2 separate regions of the Mus musculus genome follow, and region 1 is linked to region 2. The links are chromatin contacts, called in public promoter capture Hi-C maps. All regions are on one chromosome and are shown on one strand. The core of a region is the stretch at or near the end of the contact, and the rest is flanking DNA. Distances in the headings are between cores, read along the strand shown. Region 1 holds the start of Rcn1 (reticulocalbin 1). Region 2 holds the start of Them7 (thioesterase superfamily member 7).

The links. Promoter capture Hi-C pulls out the DNA fragments that hold promoters and counts their contacts.
Region 1: a contact with region 2 is called in a promoter capture Hi-C map of stem cell-derived epiblast-like cells, with 2.8 times the contacts expected there. The contact joins the promoter of Rcn1 here to the promoter of Them7 in region 2. A contact is called at or near these places in 4 of 39 promoter capture datasets (the SN4741 cell line, frontonasal cranial neural crest, hippocampal neurons and 1 more) and 1 of 115 datasets of contacts at active chromatin or transcription factors (embryonic stem cells).

Annotation. Positions count from the first base shown.
Region 1 is chr2:105,397,881-105,403,064 of GRCm38.p6, reverse strand. It overlaps Rcn1 (reticulocalbin 1), which reads left to right and starts at 3,746. Exons shown (of 6, transcript NM_009037.2): 1 at 3,746-4,095. The coding sequence starts at 3,860.
Region 2 is chr2:105,221,840-105,227,366 of GRCm38.p6, reverse strand. Them7 (thioesterase superfamily member 7) reads right to left here and starts at 3,025. Exons shown (of 4, transcript NM_028747.2): 1 at 2,987-3,025.

The DNA.
Region 1 (5,184 bases), core at 2,497-4,996, 170 kb before region 2:
TGAGAAGACAGTAAATGCGGTAGTCCCTGGATTTTTGCACACAGACAGGAATCATATAAGATCATTTCTCTGAGGGAATTCAGACTCAGGAGAAACTGAGATGAATCTGTTAGTACAAGTCAGACCGTGAAAAGGTCGTGTATGTGGTGCAAAGGCGCTGGGCATTTTGAGTTAGAAATGATTGGTTCTGATCGAAGATTTAAGGGAAAACATGATGGAATAAGTGACACTTCAGTGGATTTTTGACAACTTTCTGTGACTTTGAATGGTGGAGAGGCAGGAGGTTGGAGCTTTTAAACACACAGCAGTTAATTACAATTCCTCATGGCATCTATAACCATCTGGCTTGTTCTTTCCTGACAGACCCTCAGGATGTGTTTTTGAAGCTTTTGTATATGTTTTTCAACCCCATGGAGTCGATTTTGATTGGTCTAATCAATCATGGAATTTCCATACCTTTCTGGCCAATGAGATGTGAAAGGAGATCTGATGGAAAGCTTTCTTTCTAATACAGGAATGAAACTTTTCCCTCTTCTATTGGAGGAATACCAAACAGCTTTCAAACCTGGTTTCCTGTTGCCCTTGAGCCATTTGCATGAGCCAATCTGAAGTTGACTTAACTCAAGCCTTTCTGAGCTCAGAGGATGTGGCTCAGTGGGTAAAGCGCTTGCTCAACAAGTATAAAGACCAGCAGGTGTAAAGCTGGATGCTACTGAGCCAAGAGAGATCCTGGAAGCTCATGGACCAATCTATGCTGCGCCCAACCACAGACAGGATGTGGAACAAAGTTGCCCATGCAAACCCACACAAGGAATCTTAAAAAGACTGTTTGATACATGAAATAATAATGTTTCCTTAGTTTTATTAACTTTTTAGCCTGAGTTTGGATGGTGCTACTTGCAGCTGATTGGCATATCCTGTCAGTTGTCTGAAACTGCTTTTCCTTTGCGTTGGTTCAGCCCTCAGCTACGTGCCTCCTCTGTCCTAAGACCCTTTGCCTCATTGAGGATGGAGGCTAACTTAGGAGGTGAGTATGTGCTTCATCAGTCTCCCCGTAGAAGCACAGGAGGGAAGAAAAAGCGAGCTTTAAGAATGAAAGAACACAATCACTTAGAGGAGAACCCCAAGTTAGCTTGTGTCATCAGTTTTCCTAATCCTTTGGTTGAGGGGACTTCTTAATTCTCACAGGGAAGATTGGGGGGGAAATGTGGGAAGAGAACGTAGGCAAGCTGTGGGGGAAATTACGCAAAGTCTTCCGGATTCACAGCACTGTGGGTAATTCCCACAGGGAATGAGTCTACCTCTGAAACACTCTATGGGAAACCAGCAGTGTGTGGCAGGAAGCCCAACTGTGGCAAGGCTGAAAGGTATGCCACCTTCATTCATGATGTGTTGCTTCAACACCAGTGAGCCCAAGCCTGTCCTGGCAAAAGTCATGAGTGAGCAGCCTGTCAGCAGCCCCCACTCCCTGTCCCATCCCCTTTCCAATCTCTTCTTCCCCCACCCCTTGACTCGATTTGTATCCCACTTGCCTTGCAAACACAAAGGGTATTATGCCACTCACCTCAAGACATGTGTTTGACAAGTTTATTAGTCAGGATTCTTTCAGGGAATAGAAACAATAAATAAACAAGCATTGCAAAAGAGGCTCTATTAGGTTGGCTTACAAGGAGCTGGCTAGTCAATCAGTGGCCATCTGTTTGCCCAAGAGGTTGCAGATCTGATGGCTGCTCATCCCTAGCTAGTGCTGAAGGGTGAGAAGATGCCTGTGAGTTCCTGGTCCCCCATCCACCTCGGAAGTCTGACGAAGCTGCAGTCTGACAGTGATGGCAACAGTAGCAGCATGCAGTGGAGGGGGCAGGAGCTCTGCTGCTCCCTCCCTGGGGTCTCTCTTTGCATCTGGGAACTGCCCACTAGAAGCTTGATTAACCATCAAGGGAGCATCCTCACAGTACTGTGTTTCCTTGGCTACAAGTCCACACCAATTTACCAACAGTTGACACTTTTCTAGTTTCAAATATAGCACTTCTTATCCCAATGGAAAATCAATGGAGGAACACTGGATCCATCAAACACTGGGTCCCCTCTTCCCCGGCCCCCATCTCCCTGACATCTAGAAGAGGTTGTCCAAGGTCACAGAGCATCACTCCCAGCTGCACTGTCCTCTGCCAGCTAACACAGGACCTCTCGAATAGGCCCATCGCTCTGCTTGGCTTACCCTTTACCTTTACCTCAGTTTCTATCAGTCCAGGAAACCCTCCTTGATTGGCCTACTATGTTATGTATACTCTGTAGAACCCTGGCTGGCTCGTTTTCATTATGCCCTGGTTTGCATATGCTTGGCCCAGGGAGTGGCACTATTAGAAAATTTGGTCCTGTTGGAGTAGGTGTGGTCTTGTTGGAGTAGGTGTGTCACTGTGGGTGTGGGCTTTAAAACCATCATCCTAGCTGCCTAGAAGAGAGTTTTCTCCTAACAGCCTTCAGATGAAGTCGTAGAACTCTCAGCTCCTCCTGCACCATGTCTGCCTGGATGCTACCATGCTCCCAACCTTAATGATAATGGACTCAACCTCTGAACCTATAAGTCAGCCCCAATGAAATGTTGTCCTTATACAAGCTGCCTTGGTCATGGAGTCTGTTCACAGCAGTAAAATCCTAAGGCAGCCATAAATGCTTATGTGTATCAGGCTCATCATCTTATTTGGTTGACCGAAAATGATCTTAATAGAAAGATTCTTGCTTCTGTGCTATAATGTCTTGGTTTCCTTACTGTAAGGGCGAGAAGCTGACCTTTTCTTCAGAATGTTAGAAAGGTGGGGGTGAACAGGTGGTTTTGCAGCTTTTAGGGCTGGGGTTAGGAGGAGGCTTCTCTCTTCAACCACAGTTTCCTGGGACTCTTTAAAAGATTCGTCGACCCTCTGACATTTACATGCATTTTTGTGAAGAGTAAAAGGTTCAGACGGGCATTCTCAGTTTGTTAGACACTAGCCACGCGTGGCTATTTACATTTAAGCTCAACTATTGGCTTTGGACCGGCTCCATGTCAAGTATTCAGTGGCCATATAGAGAACATTTCCTTCGCTGTAGAAAGTTATATAATACAGACCATCACTAACTGGTATCATTATTTCGGATTTAATACGCTGATAGGATTTGAGACAGATAGTAGGTTTGTAAAAATGGCTTGCCAACATTCAGAAACGAAAGCTTTATATGATATCTCTGCTTCTTTTAGGAAGCCTTTCTGCCTCTCTCCCATAGGAGCTTGAAAGAACTTCTCCTTATTCACCCCGTCTCCTCCCACAGTCCTCTGGTGTTATCCCATGGATGTTAAGATTGCCTTCTCCCTAACCTAGGGGACCACGCCCATCCTGGCCTCCTTCCAGACTCAAGTGCTCTCCTAACCACAATGCAAATTGTTAACCGGACTTAAATGTTCATCTCTGGGCCAGCCTTGGGCTGAAGTTCGGGCTGTCAGCTGGAAGCTGAGTGGAAGCGCTGCTTTTCTAAAAGCGAAGACGAGCTATCACCCCAAAACATCTGTTGCATTTTCTCAAAGTACTTCTTTCCGGTCTTGCAGAGAACCCTCCAGTCCGCAACCCCCATCATCTGGACCCGCCCCTCGCAACGAGATAGCGGGGAGGGGCCGAAGCGAAACCGGAGCCCGGCGCCCACCACCCTGGCTGGCGACGTGGCTCCGCGGCCCCAGCCTCCCCCGGCGGCGCCGTGGCCAATGGGCGCGTGAGTGGGGCGGCCCGAGCCTCCTCGAGCCAGCCGGGCGCGCCCCTCGCTGGGGAGGGGACAGCGGCAGCGGCGCTGTGAGCCCCCACTGCCCCGCAGCCTCCCTTTGCTCGCGACCATGGCGCGCGGTGGCCGCTTGGGACTCGCCCTGGGGCTGCTGCTGGCGCTGGTGCTGGCGCTGCGGGCCAAGCCCACGGTGCGCAAGGAGCGCGTGGTTCGGCCGGACTCAGAGCTGGGCGAGCGGCCGCCCGAGGACAACCAGAGCTTCCAGTACGATCATGAGGCCTTCCTGGGCAAGGAGGACTCCAAGACCTTCGATCAGCTAAGCCCGGACGAGAGCAAGGAGAGGCTGGGGTGAGGCTGCGGCCCGGGCCGCCCGGGGACCACGCAGGGGCCCATGGCCACCTCAGAGGGAGCCACGCGGGACCACAAGCGCAAAGCGAAAGCGAAATCGCGCCAGTTGGTCTCAGGGGCGAGGCCAGAGCTGAGGCTCAGAGGCACAAAGTTGCCAGCGGGCGCTCAGACCCCCGTGTGGAGGTCGCCACCACACCCGGCCGGGATAGCTTCCCACAGGGAGGCGAGAACGTGGCAGAGGCCTCCGGAGCAGGGAGCGAGAGGGCCCGCCCCCTCATCTAGGTTTCAGCAGAAGTGACTGGAGTGAGCCAGAGTTTGTTGGCTGTGGCCTTTTAGTACCTGGTTCTTTCCCATAGTCCAGAGAGAGGCACTTGAGACTTGCTTAAAAACATCTCAAGATCAAACAAATGTGTAAGAGATGGAGAGGCTTGTTCTTGGCCTGTCTCTAAATCAGGCTGGATGTTCTTGTCCTCTGACCAGTCATCCCAGAAATCAGGTTTTTAAAGGGGCTCATTGGAGCAAGAGGTACAGAGCTGGAAACGGATTCTTTGGCCTCTGCTCCCAGCATTATGGGTGAAGAAGCACTCAGCTTTTTGGCAACTGATTGGGGGCGGAGGGGGCGAGAAAAAAAGAAAACCTGCAAAATGGCTATGGTGGGGCTTTGTGAGTTTAGCCTGGAATCAGGAAACAAACCCGGGCATCATCTCAGTACCCCTACCCTGGTGCCCAGGAGACACTTGACCGTTGTGCAGAGGGACTAGGAGCTAGTGAGGACCAGGTGAAGGCAGGGCTGTGGAGGAACACAGCCATCCTCCCTGTGGGCCACCAGAGCTTCCAGAACCTGCTCCTGGGGGAGGAGGATCTTCGAGTTCTGCTACAGTTGAAAAGAACACAGCCATCTCTGTTCGACAAAGGGGCCAGGGCATTCAGCAGGACAGGATTAATGATACCCATTGTGTAGGTGAATACCTGCCTGTTGTGATAAAAAAGACCTTTGGACTTCAAAGTCACCTCCAAACAGTGTCCTTTATTTGGTAGGGAAGCACTTTCTCTTCTTTTTTGGGACTTTTAACAATAGGGACCATTGAT
Region 2 (5,527 bases), core at 1,776-4,275:
TTTCCAGGAGGCCCAGTCTGGGTACATTTCCAAAATGTGTCTTACGGAAAGTACCCAGAGGAGGGATGGGGTTGCATGGTCACCCAGGGAAATGGCAGAGGATACATCCTCTTTCGGGGTTCAGAGAAATCCTGTGGCTGGAAAAAGCTGTTCAGCCTCAGTTTTCCCACCTGTGAACTGGATGCAATAACTGCACTTCCTCACAAAGTCATGCAAGAATAAGGCAGGTTGTCCAAGTTAATGCCTCAGTGGTCTGAGGAGAACTGAAAGGCAGCCCATCGCATGGGAGAGCAAAGGTTTCATGCTTTAACTACATACTGAGCAAATGCTAAAACACTTACAAACACATATAAAGTTTAAGGAGCCCCAAAATAATGAAGCTCATACGCAGTCTGACTATGAAAACGTTCTTCTTTTACCTAGCTGTTGAGCTCTTCCTGACCCTGTTCCCCATCTCCCTCATAAAGGAGCCCTTACCTTGTCTACAGTCTATGATTATTTTTGTCACTTGTCCCATTACCATGTGCCACAGTCTGTTCTAGACACTCCTTCTGATCCTCATGGCTCACCCTATAGACATCAGCACCACACTGATAGCCTCCCACAGAGACAGCTTGGAAGTGACGTGATAGGGCTGTGAACCCAGGGCCTGTATTTATGAAATCTAATGTTAGCAGAACCCTGACACAGCCAGGCTGGAAACACGCTTCCTGCTTCAAAGAGCAGTCATTAAACATCCACCATATGCCAGTGCTGCCAGGTACTGGGCTGGACAGTCTAAGAAAGAACTTTTTCCCTCGCTGGCTACTGGCATTTCCCAGAACATCTGGTTCTTTCAGCACTGTTATCTCTACACGCTGACTTGACATAGGGCTTTGGCTAGGGGCCCTGTAAGGTCCTCAGCTGCCTTGAGTATCAAGCATTTCACTTCACATCAGTAACTTCCAGGGCTTCTCGACAGTCGTCCATCCAGAAGGAACTATGGGAAATTCCAAAGTTTCTTCCTCTATCTCCAGCTTGGGGTTCCTCAGAGGCACACAGGCGTACATGTCCTCTGCCAGCAGCCTTGTAGTCCAGCCCACGAGGAAAAGCCTCAACTTTAACAGCATGTCACTCCCCTAATTATTCCCTGCGCCTGGAATCCAACACAAACAGAACATCTTTCACAAGCAGCTCCCGCTATGCACCAACCTTCGAGCCTCCCGTGAGCAGCAGGATGCAGGAGGTGCTAAAGGGTCAGGGGGCTGATATGGCTGCCTGCCCCCAAGCCTGTGGGAGAGAGAGAGCCCAGCTACTCTCTACTCCAAAGGTCCCAGCCAACAGAAACTGCCCCAAGCCTCAGCTGCCTCCACGCTCCCAGGGTGAAAGCAGAATGTTGTATGCGAGACCCTAAAAAGGCCAAAAGAGAGCAGTCGAGCCTGAGCCAGGTTACACTGCGAACCCTTTACAGGGAGGGTTGAGAAAATTCCAGCCCCAGTAGACAGTGGGGATGCAGTGGGGGGTGATGTTCTCCAAAAGAACAGCAAATAAACTGACCCCTACTCTCCAGAAACCCCCTCCTCTCTCCCTCCCCTTCTCCCCCCCCCCCCCCCCCCCCGTCTCGCGCTCTCTCTCTCTCTCTGAGATAGGCAATAATCAAATGATCTTAATCATTCCAAATGATGCTTTAAACAGTGCTTCGTGCAGTCAGGGAAATGGGTCTGTGAGCTGAGATCTGAATAAGGAGGTAGCAAGGGAGTAAGAGCAAGGGAAAGGCAGAGGAGCAGAAGTACAAGCCCTGGAGGCCGGGGCTTAAACGCTCACTAAGGGATTGGGAAAGATTCTGTGAAGTCTCAAAATTCTAGTATATAGTAGGGTGAGAGTTATTTTCTTAAGATTGTAATGATCAAAGTATTAAGTGGACGTTTCCTCTTGGCTTCAAGCAAGAGCGCAATAGAAATGTATGTGGACGTATAGAGGACTTACATTTCTACATCTCATAGGGCTCCTTTTGAAAGCCTTTCATGTCCCGTCTCCTTTAAACTTTTATGATATAGGCTAAAAGCCTGATAGAATCTTTGACTTCCAGTCAGTTCTGTATTGTGAGATTACTTCCTCAGAACTTTAAGAAGACTTCCTTTCTGTGGGGTTGTAATTTTGACCCCTAGTTTCAAAATTTGAAAAGAAAATGTTAAGTACCTCTAACTGCAACTAGTTACATCTGTGCCTGTGGCTAAGGAGGTGGGGGTACAGGAAGGGTGGTTACTTCTTGTTCTTGGCAGCATGCCTTTTCTGTATGCCTAGAGCTGGAAAGGGGGAATAGATGGTGCATAATTGCACAGTCTCATCTTCAAGTGCCTAACTGCTGCTTAGATCTCAGTTCTAACGCCGCTACAATCTATACTCGGTCTAGGAAGTTGAAAAGTGCACCAGGGTTTTGCAGCCCCTAGCTCTGTGGGTCTGATGCACACGTTGAGTCTCAGTGCAAGTCTCCTTTCAGTGGGCAGAATTTCTTGGTTATGCTTCAGGCCGCTGGCCATATTTCTCCCTAGGCACATATTAAAACCAGGTGCGTGGAAGGCGGGCCTTCAGGGACACAAAAGTCTTCGTGTTACCCAAAGCTCCCCCTTCCAGTGTATTTTCTAGAGGTGATCCCTGAGCTGAATCTGGGAGACGCAGACAGCTACCCTGGCTGGGCTATTCAAGAGCAGGACAAACCGGGGAGACGATTGAGGCGCGGGGTGAATGTGGGGTGAGCTTCTGGACACAAGGGAGAGTGTCCCCTAGTGTGTACACAGTACAAGACCCTAGAGCCACAGCGCTTGCCAGAGCGGAAGACAAAGTGCAGACGGGAAGCCACCGAGCCGAACCTGAACCCCAACTCCAACCCCAACCCCGGCGGGTCATGCGGCATGCGTCCCGGACGCGTGGGGGACGCGGCAGGAACCGGACTCCCTGATGGTCCAAGGCGCAGTGACTCTGCAGAGCCGGGAGCTGCAACGCTTACCGTCAGCTGGCCGCGTGTTGCTTGCGACTCCCGACTCCCGGGGACAGGGGCCGGACCCAGTGAGGTCAGGTTGCAGGTGACGTGGCAGCCTGGGCGGCCTTGCCCTGCCTTCTTCTCAATGGTGGGCTGGGATCTCATTTTTTTCTACTTGGGTCAAAGAGCAAGGTCCTTCTGTGTTTGGTTTTAGTTTTCCCCTAACTTCAGGTTATAAAAGCCTATTCTCAGCTCTATGTGACCTTCTACCCTGATAGCCCTTGTTTTTCTAAAGGAGGCTCATGAATTTCCAGTATCCTCAGTAAAAAGACAGCGGGCCAAAAAGATCAGGAAGCTCCATCGTCAGATTAAATGACAATAGAATTCACCCGAGGGTCTCCAGGTATCTTCTGGACTTGATGCTCTGACCTCTGAATAAAAGCTGTTCTTGGCCTCTATGCCTGTGTCTAGTGAAAAGTAACCAGAGAGAATTTCAGAGTCACGCAACCCTGGTGATCCGGAACAAAACTCAGTCCAAACAAGATTCTCAACCCGTGGTCCATGGAACACCTAAGGCGTTAGGTTTCAACCTAGGAGTCCTCAGAATAGGGTCGGGTCTAAAACCTACCCCAATGCTGGATTAAGGTGGAGGGCACGGAATCCACGTTTCATCACACGTGCTTTGTGAGATTTCACTGTACTTTGAAACTCACTAGACCTGGCCCGAGTTTTGACGTTGAAATGGCGCCTATTTTTCTTTATGGAGTCCTCCCAGAAGCTTCCCAACAATGTAAAAACATCTTTAAAACAAAAGGCATGGAGCGAAACACTGCTAAGTTTGGCTTCGGAATGAATGCGCCTTGTTTCAAAGATCCTTTTATACAAAATTATGCCCAAGCATTATCTCCCCTGTATAATCCCCTAAGCACACCAGCATGGGTACATGGCGGATTATGTGTATACTTTCCACTGCTCTTGTGCTTCCAGTCATTCTGAGCGAGACATCCACTCTCCTGTACATTTTTCTTCTCCTTTCCTCCAGCCTCAGTCTTCAGAGCTTTTTGTTTGTTTGTTTTGTTTTGTTTTGGGGGCGGGGGTTTGGTTTGGTTTGGTTTGGTTTGGTTTGGTTTGGTTTTGGTTTTTCGAGACAGGGTTTCTCTGTGTAGCCCTGGCTGTCCTGGAACTCACTCTGTAGACCAGGCTGGCCTCAAACTCAGAAATCCGCCTGCCTCTGCCTCCTGAGTGCTGGGATTAAAGGCGTGCGCCACCACGCCCGGCTCAGAGCTTTTTTTTTTTAGTGCATTGTGATGTGTGTGCTTACTCCAGGAATTTGGTAACTTCCAAACTACACAGAAAAATCTGGTGAGCTTTTTAAACTAATCCACAAAGAATTCCAGCATCCCCCGGGTACCCTTACAGAATGTTTGGGTCCTGGAACATCTAAGAATTGATGAATTTCTTAAAAATTGTGAAGTGGCAAATATTTTACCATGAGTGTTTCACCAAAACAAAGAAACATGCTGGAGGAGAAGGGATTTCACTACTTGTGAGAGGGAAGCAAGAGAAAGGCAGCCTGGGGCTTGGGAAGAATAAAGCCCAGTTCACCCACCAGGCAGAAGGAATGCGTAGGACAATGGTGAGAGGAGATCCCAGAGGCACCTGTGCTGGACAGCAGCCCTCCCAGATGGATGTGGTGATGGTGACAGTCTGGGAATCATGAGAGCCTAGTGGGTTTGCCTTGAGAAGCTCTGTAGCCAATGGAGAAGGACCACAGAGACAGACGAACAACTACATTTTAAAAAAATCCAAGCAAGTAACCAGAACCTAAGCATGTCGTTACTGGGCAGTCTTAGAGTTGTGATAGGAAGAGCCATCTTGGTCGTCTTTAACACTGCACAGTTTAGCAATGATGATGTCATGGTAGTGGAAATAGTAACTAGTGATCCAACCAAATTTACAACAGAATTACACCAAGAAGGGACATGGGGCACAAAAAGGGTAATGGGAATGAGTATGCTCAAAGAACATTGTGTACATGAATGGAATGTCATAAGAAATCCTGAAGTGAATGATTAATATACGCCAGTAAATTAAAAAGGGGGGCTGGTAAAATGGCTCAGCGGGCAAAGAAAGGTGTTTGTGCAATCCCTGGAACCCAGGACTGAAGGGAGAGCACCAGCTCCTGCAAACGGCCCTCTGCTCTCGGTGAGCATACACACGTGCACACACTAAATAAGTGTAACTAAAAGCCTAAAAAGAAGGTGGTGTAAGCACTGAGCACCAGGCTGAGCAGGTGACACCCATGGCTGAACTTTGTGTCACTTAATAGAAATTCTTAGACAAAACCCATGGGGGGGGGGGGAGCATGTGGGTGAGATAGATGTGTTATTTAAAAAGAACAAAAATAATGAGAAGATTTAAAAGCCAGTACCTCCTGGAAGCAGGAAGTTGAATAGGAAGTTCTGAACTTGCTGCCTTCCAGACCACTCTGACTTCTACCCTGTGGATGCATGTTTTTGGCATTTTATTTTTTAAAACATTTTTTTCAATACCCTCTTACAACTAGCC